2 separate regions of the Anas platyrhynchos genome follow, and region 1 is linked to region 2. Evidence: chromatin contacts called from public Hi-C data. All regions are on one chromosome and are shown on one strand. Each heading gives the region's core, a stretch centred on a gene start, on an enhancer-like site or on the middle of the called end of the contact. The rest is flanking DNA. Distances are from core to core; before and after follow the strand shown.

Evidence for each region. A called contact is a pair of places that touch in the nucleus more often than the background predicts.
Region 1: a contact with region 2 is called in a Hi-C map of subcutaneous adipose tissue, with 5 times the contacts expected there. The contact joins the enhancer-like site here to the promoter of PLB1 in region 2. A contact is called at or near these places in 6 of 8 Hi-C or Micro-C datasets (F1 follicle, F5 follicle, liver and 2 more).

The regions. Positions count from the first base shown.
Region 1 is chr3:38,692,285-38,695,164 of IASCAAS_PekinDuck_T2T, forward strand. No RefSeq gene overlaps it. Among named protein-coding and RNA genes, the nearest start is that of PPP1CB, 36 kb to the left of the region's middle. Within about 2 kb of position 1,592, at least 4 of the 8 cell types and tissues checked have an H3K27ac peak or open chromatin away from gene starts, as enhancers often do. A contact at or near this core is called in subcutaneous adipose tissue, where this site is marked.
Region 2 is chr3:38,531,826-38,534,683 of IASCAAS_PekinDuck_T2T, forward strand. It overlaps PLB1 (phospholipase B1), which reads left to right and starts at 1,375. Exons shown (of 60, transcript XM_072035722.1): 1 at 1,375-2,208; 2 at 2,578-2,636.

The DNA.
Region 1 (2,880 bases), core at 342-2,841, 160 kb after region 2:
AATTACACCTTTACCACATCTCTAGGAAAATAGATTTTATTAAGAGCGTGGGCTGCAAGGCTGAAGGCCCCAGTCTGTTGAAGGATTGATAGTAAACACCTTATTCCTTTCCTACTTAAGGCTCTTACCTTGAGGTACAACAACAAGCAACCGATATGCTGGTCTTGGAGGCTTTTGTCTTGCCTTTACCAGTTAGGATTAAGAAAATACATCCTATTCCTTGAATCTCTTGTTTGTACTAATTCTATTTAAAGGCAGTTACGAAAAGGACCCCGTCCAGTTGACGTTTTTGTAATTGCTCTAGCACGCAGATGCCATCTAGTGGTTGAAGCTCAGTGGATGAAAAGCTGCAGAACTGGCATTTTACTGCATGTTTATCCAGCACCCGTCTGATAGGCAAACCTCTCCTGATCAGCACTGGAATATATCCACAGTACTTGGCTTCATCAGAGCTCAGAGCTTGCTGCATTGAAACTAGGCTTCCCTCGGTAAGGAGTACAGATTTAGTTCCTGTACGTCTGATAGATCTCCAAGTCTGTTAAAATTCTCTGCGGATTCTTAAGGGGAAAAAGAAAAAATCAAAGCTGCCATAGAAATCATAGAAAGGAATGACCTCCTAGGCTTTGTCAGACTAGATGAAGGTTTCTGTACCCAATCCTGACTGGTTCTCTGGTCTTCCTCAAAACCGTGGGTGTGATTCTTGCCTCTGTCATTAGGCCACAGTGGTAAGTTGGGGTTTTAGCCCTTCATGGGCCATGTGGAACTGCAGGAAGCTTGTATGGGCCCACTCATTCCTATCTTTGTGCTTGCCCTAAAGTGTTAGGCCCTGTCTGCTCCACTAGGGGCCTGTCTCTGCTCACCCACATATGGGTTATGGGCCTCTTCACAGGACATAGTTGGGTTTGGACAGTTGCTCAGCCCTTCCACTTCAAGTGTGATCACCCAGCACAGGGGGCTTCACTTGAAATTACCTGGCCCCCTGACCTGTGCTTTTCTATGGTACAGACAATGAGGCGTGTATAAAGCTGGGAGGGTGTGATAACTCTGAGAAAGGTGTTTCAGCAAAGTCTAGGCTCAGAACAAGCAGATCCTTGCAGCTTTCTGCCAAATAAACACCTCTAAGCATCTGCACCTGATGAGTAGTATGCATCTGTTATAAAAGGTGTTCAGCTTTTGTAGCTGTATCTGGTAGTTGCGATCAAATAATGGCTTGTCCTCGGGGCCCCAGCATGTTGGCTCGAGGTAATGAAGCAGGCTGGGAGGAAATGGAGTTCTGAAGTTGTGGCTGGCTTGGGGAGATGGGATTGAGTGTACCTTGTGGGGCACTGCTGGGAATCATGCAGTCACTTGTCTGTCACGTACTTATGCCCGTCAGGTGTGAGAATGTCCCCATGCAGAGCTGCATATTCTTTTTTTTAGCTGGTAATGGAGAAATTTTAAAGTAAGGACTAAAGTATTTCATCATGTAGATGAACTGCTCTCTAAGAAATATGCTCACTCGTTCAGTGCTTGATACAGACTTTTGTCTGAGGTATCAAAACAGCCAGGAGGTGGCACCTGTGTACCACGAGTAAGAAAAGCATTAGCACATCAGGCAGAGCCTGCAAGGGGGCAGGTTTGCTGTCGAGGCTTTGTCAGTGCTTGCTTAGTCACCCATGTCTGTACAAGCAGGCTTCGTTAGGTGAAGCACTGTGTCCTTATATTACTAGTCTAAATCGAGAACTAATCATTTGTGAGCAGTTATGGTGAGATGTTTTTGAGGTGATTGGACACTATGTTCATACACAGTTACTCCAGCTGTATTTGTGTGGTTATGATTTATGCACGTAAATTTTTTATAGGTCACTTATCTCCCTAGTCATTGTTTGACAACTAGCGTCCTTTTCTTCATAAAAGAAAACCCAAGTGGCTGCAACTGATGATAGTAATGCTTTATGAATAAATGTTTGTTCTGTGCTGCAAATACAATAAACTCCTGCCCCCTCTTCACGTTGAAGTAGTCTGTAAGCAACAATTACTTAAGCAATAAGTACAATCACACACTTTTATGGTAAATAAGTGTCATGGTAGAAAACAAAAACAGCAAGGGACTTTGGCAAAGTGCTTGTGAGGATTTGAGTGAACATGCGAGTCCCTGACTCAGGCCTGCAGTCAGGGTTAGTTGCCTACTTGATGCCCATTCTATACAACATAGGCAGCAATGGCCAGCATTTCCTAAGGAAGATTTTTTTTTTTTTGCCTGGAACTCTTCCAAATATGGTTCTTGCTCAGTCTTTATCTGGTTTCTTTATTTCTTCCTTCACGTTAACCTTTTCAAAGAATGAGCAATAACAGATGTGCTTTCTCTGCCAATATCACAGGCGCTGCTTTGTTCTGGTGTGTTTGCTGACCCATGAATAGCCCTTGGAAGCAGAAAACACACAGTTTCACACCAGTGCCGTCTCATTGACAGTAGCACTGACCTGCCGCAGGGTTAATGTACAGCGTCCTAATTGACCTAGATTAGCTGCTCATCTTCCTACGCTAACAGCTACTGGACATTAACCTCTTCTGTTTCTACTTGTAACCGATGCCTTCAATCAAAACAGGACCATTGTGAGACATGAAAATCACGTTCCTTGCTTGGCTTTGTTACCAGCACCAGGGGGTGACCTGTGCTATGTGTTTGTTTGGCATGCTATAGTGGTCTTGCACGTGGCTGATAGATTATTTTTATGAAGGCTGGGGGTGAACACACTGATGTGGATTCTTCTCACTGGAGTCCCTTGTCAATGTCCTGGTGCTCCTAGCAGCTGTGGAAGATCCCACGTCAACACGTCTGTGAGGTATGAGTTGAACTTCTGAAACTTCACGAGATGCTTTTTGCTATTCCTGTCAACA
Region 2 (2,858 bases), core at 125-2,624:
AGCTCCTGCCCGAAATGACCAAATAAACTTCTGGTTTCTTCTTCTCCACTGAGTATTTGCAGTCTCTCCAGCAGATGGTAGCAGCCTCCTTTAAACTGGGCAGCGCTCCTGCCTGCTGCTGCAGGATTCCTGCCCTGGGGCTGATGTCTCTGCCTGCCCTTGGCATCCTTTCATGCCCTGACCCTCTGCTGCACTCCTGGCCTCTCCCGAGGTGGCAGATCTCCTGTTTAGGTCCGCAGCACGCACTGAGCTTACCAGCAACGTGGATTGCAGCAAGACAAGGCAACGGCACATCACGATAACACGTCTGACTGTGGTATATGATTTATTCATAGCCGTTCCACACTACTCTAATGGTCTACCCATTACAGACTGGGGTGTGATGGATGGAACAATGCAAGGATATGCTTCCTGAATAAAAAATTCAGGATCTAAAGCCTTGGCTAGGCAGTAGGATTAGCTGAAGCATTCACAAGGCACAGACAGGCTGAACCTTCAAGTGAAATGGAGAATCAGTCAGCTTTATATTTCAACAGTAAGTCCTCTGCTGTGCTGCTGTAACATCACAGTTCTGTGGGTGTGATTACATTACCCTCTGATATATGGCCTTTGCCTATTAGCAGCTGAAAGAACTATGTCCCTAACATACAGTAAAAGTTTGTGTGTGTGATGGCAATCATTTTGTGTTTAATTATGAGTGGTTGAGTGCTGCGTTGTTGGTTTTTCTTTAAAGGTGCAGCCATAGATTCATTACTTTGCATTTTAAAACACTGGTCCTATAGGTGAGGACACAAATAGATTGTCAGGGTTTCTGGTTTTCAATATTCTACATGAGGAAAAAGGAATGCAGGAAAAAGCTCCATTTGAGTGAGCAGATAAAGCAAAACTTAAAGGCAAGGTAGAGAAATCCATTGACTTTCCCACCTCTACCTCCCATACAATATATGAGGGGTGAAGCTCTTAGGTATTATTATAATCTACCTAAAAACATGGTAACAGGCCAGAAATTCTGACTAACATGTTTGAGAGCATGTATTTGAATATATGTTTGGGTGTTGCTCACTTTAGAGCTCTAATAGTGGCCTGACTTTTGGTTTTGTAGCGTTTCACTCCCTTGGGCCTAGATATGTGAAACAGGTACATTTGCTGGAGAAAATACAGAGGCACAAAACTGCTCTTAACCACCATGTTCCTCAGAAAGCTCTTCCACACAGTTGTGTCATTAACTTTCTCATCCAGGGCAGATGACAAGAAGACTGACACAACACAGGCAAGATCAGGTACAAAGTCTATCCAGCTGCCTGTCCCACCCAAGCAGCAGCAGGAGGTGCTTTAGGCAAGGCAGAAGATGTTCTGTAGACCATTAAGTAATTAGCTATGTGGCTGCAGTTCCCTGGGGTATTCCTAAATGCTGTCAGCTGGGGGTTGGCTCATGGGCTGCAGCTCTCCACAGCTTCTGTGAGATGTGGCTTTGTCCTTGCAGTGATGGAGAAGCTTCAGCTCCTCTCTGACACCTTCTCCGTCTGTGAGAAAATTCTCTCTTCTCTCTTGCCAGCTTCTTTGATCTTTGCTGCCACCTGCTATTTGCTATTCAATCTAGGAGCTATTTTGATGCTTGGGTGGTAGGAAGAAGTGTTTACAGAAGACTTACAAGCCTTGCAGTTAGTGATATTTCCCTTCTGGAGCACGTCACAGAGTCTGAAGACCTAATTCTTACTCTTGGAGCTGTGGTTTATGGCAAATGTATGAATTAACGCTACCTTCCTTCTTTTGCTTGGTGTACAGTGACGAAGAAGCTTTCTCTCTAAAATTTTAAACATTCCAGTTCTTTAAGGAGGCTGTTTCTCAGACTTAATGAGAAGTTTCTGCTGAGGAATGAAACAGCCACAAACCCTTGTACCTAATGACAAAGACCACTAGAGGAAACTCCCATCTGCACAGTGCCATACTGACTCACAGGCCATGATGGCCTTGACCAGCCTCACCTGGGGCCTCACCAGCCCTGCCAATGGTCCCAGGAGCTCTGTTTTAAGCCAGTTTGCGGAGCTGCTGGCCCATGGGTTATTCTGATGGTGTGTAAGCTTCTAGTTTTTTGCTACCTTACTCCTGGTCAAAGGAGCTAGGGTGTCAAACCAGGTTTCTTGTTGTGAGACCCTGATGTGGAACAAGCTCCTCTTTCTCGGAGTTGAATATGCTGTTATGTTGGAGGTGAGCAGCTGTTTGTACTGGTGAGGCCTATGGTATGTTTGTGCTGGGATGAGGTTAGAGACTGGGGGGTGGACGAACTTTTCTCCTATCTGCGCAGATTCTTACTTCTATGTTATTCTGCGTAATAGCTGTTCATATTCTAAATATATTTTTTACTTTCTCATTTTTTTGCAAAGTGAAGTGGGTGCAAGATCTGTGCAGTGCATTTCCTCAAATAATATCAAATTTCAGCCATAAAGCCATAAAAAGCCATTTGAAGGATGAGCTATCTTGCCTGAGATATCAGGGGTGTCAGTGGTTTGCTTAAGCATTTTAAGCTGTTTACTGAAGCAGTTGCCCTTCTTAAACATTCTCCTATTATCTCTGCAGGAGGTCCAGTTGGGTGTCAGGAGGCTCAGAAGAGACCAGAGGACACCCCAGAGCTTTGTGTGAGGACAACAGGATGCTCTTCAGGGGTTAGATCTGAATGCTGTAACTGAGGGAGTAGCGGAGTCTTGCTCGGGAGTGTAATGTTGCAGTGCAGCAGTCACTTGTGTGTGTTTGAATCTGCAGGAGTGATCAGGCTGCTGTGAAGGTGTTGTAGCCAGGGTTTTGCAGACTTGGGCACACTGTATGCATGCTCAAATACGTGATGCTTGGGCTGACTGCCT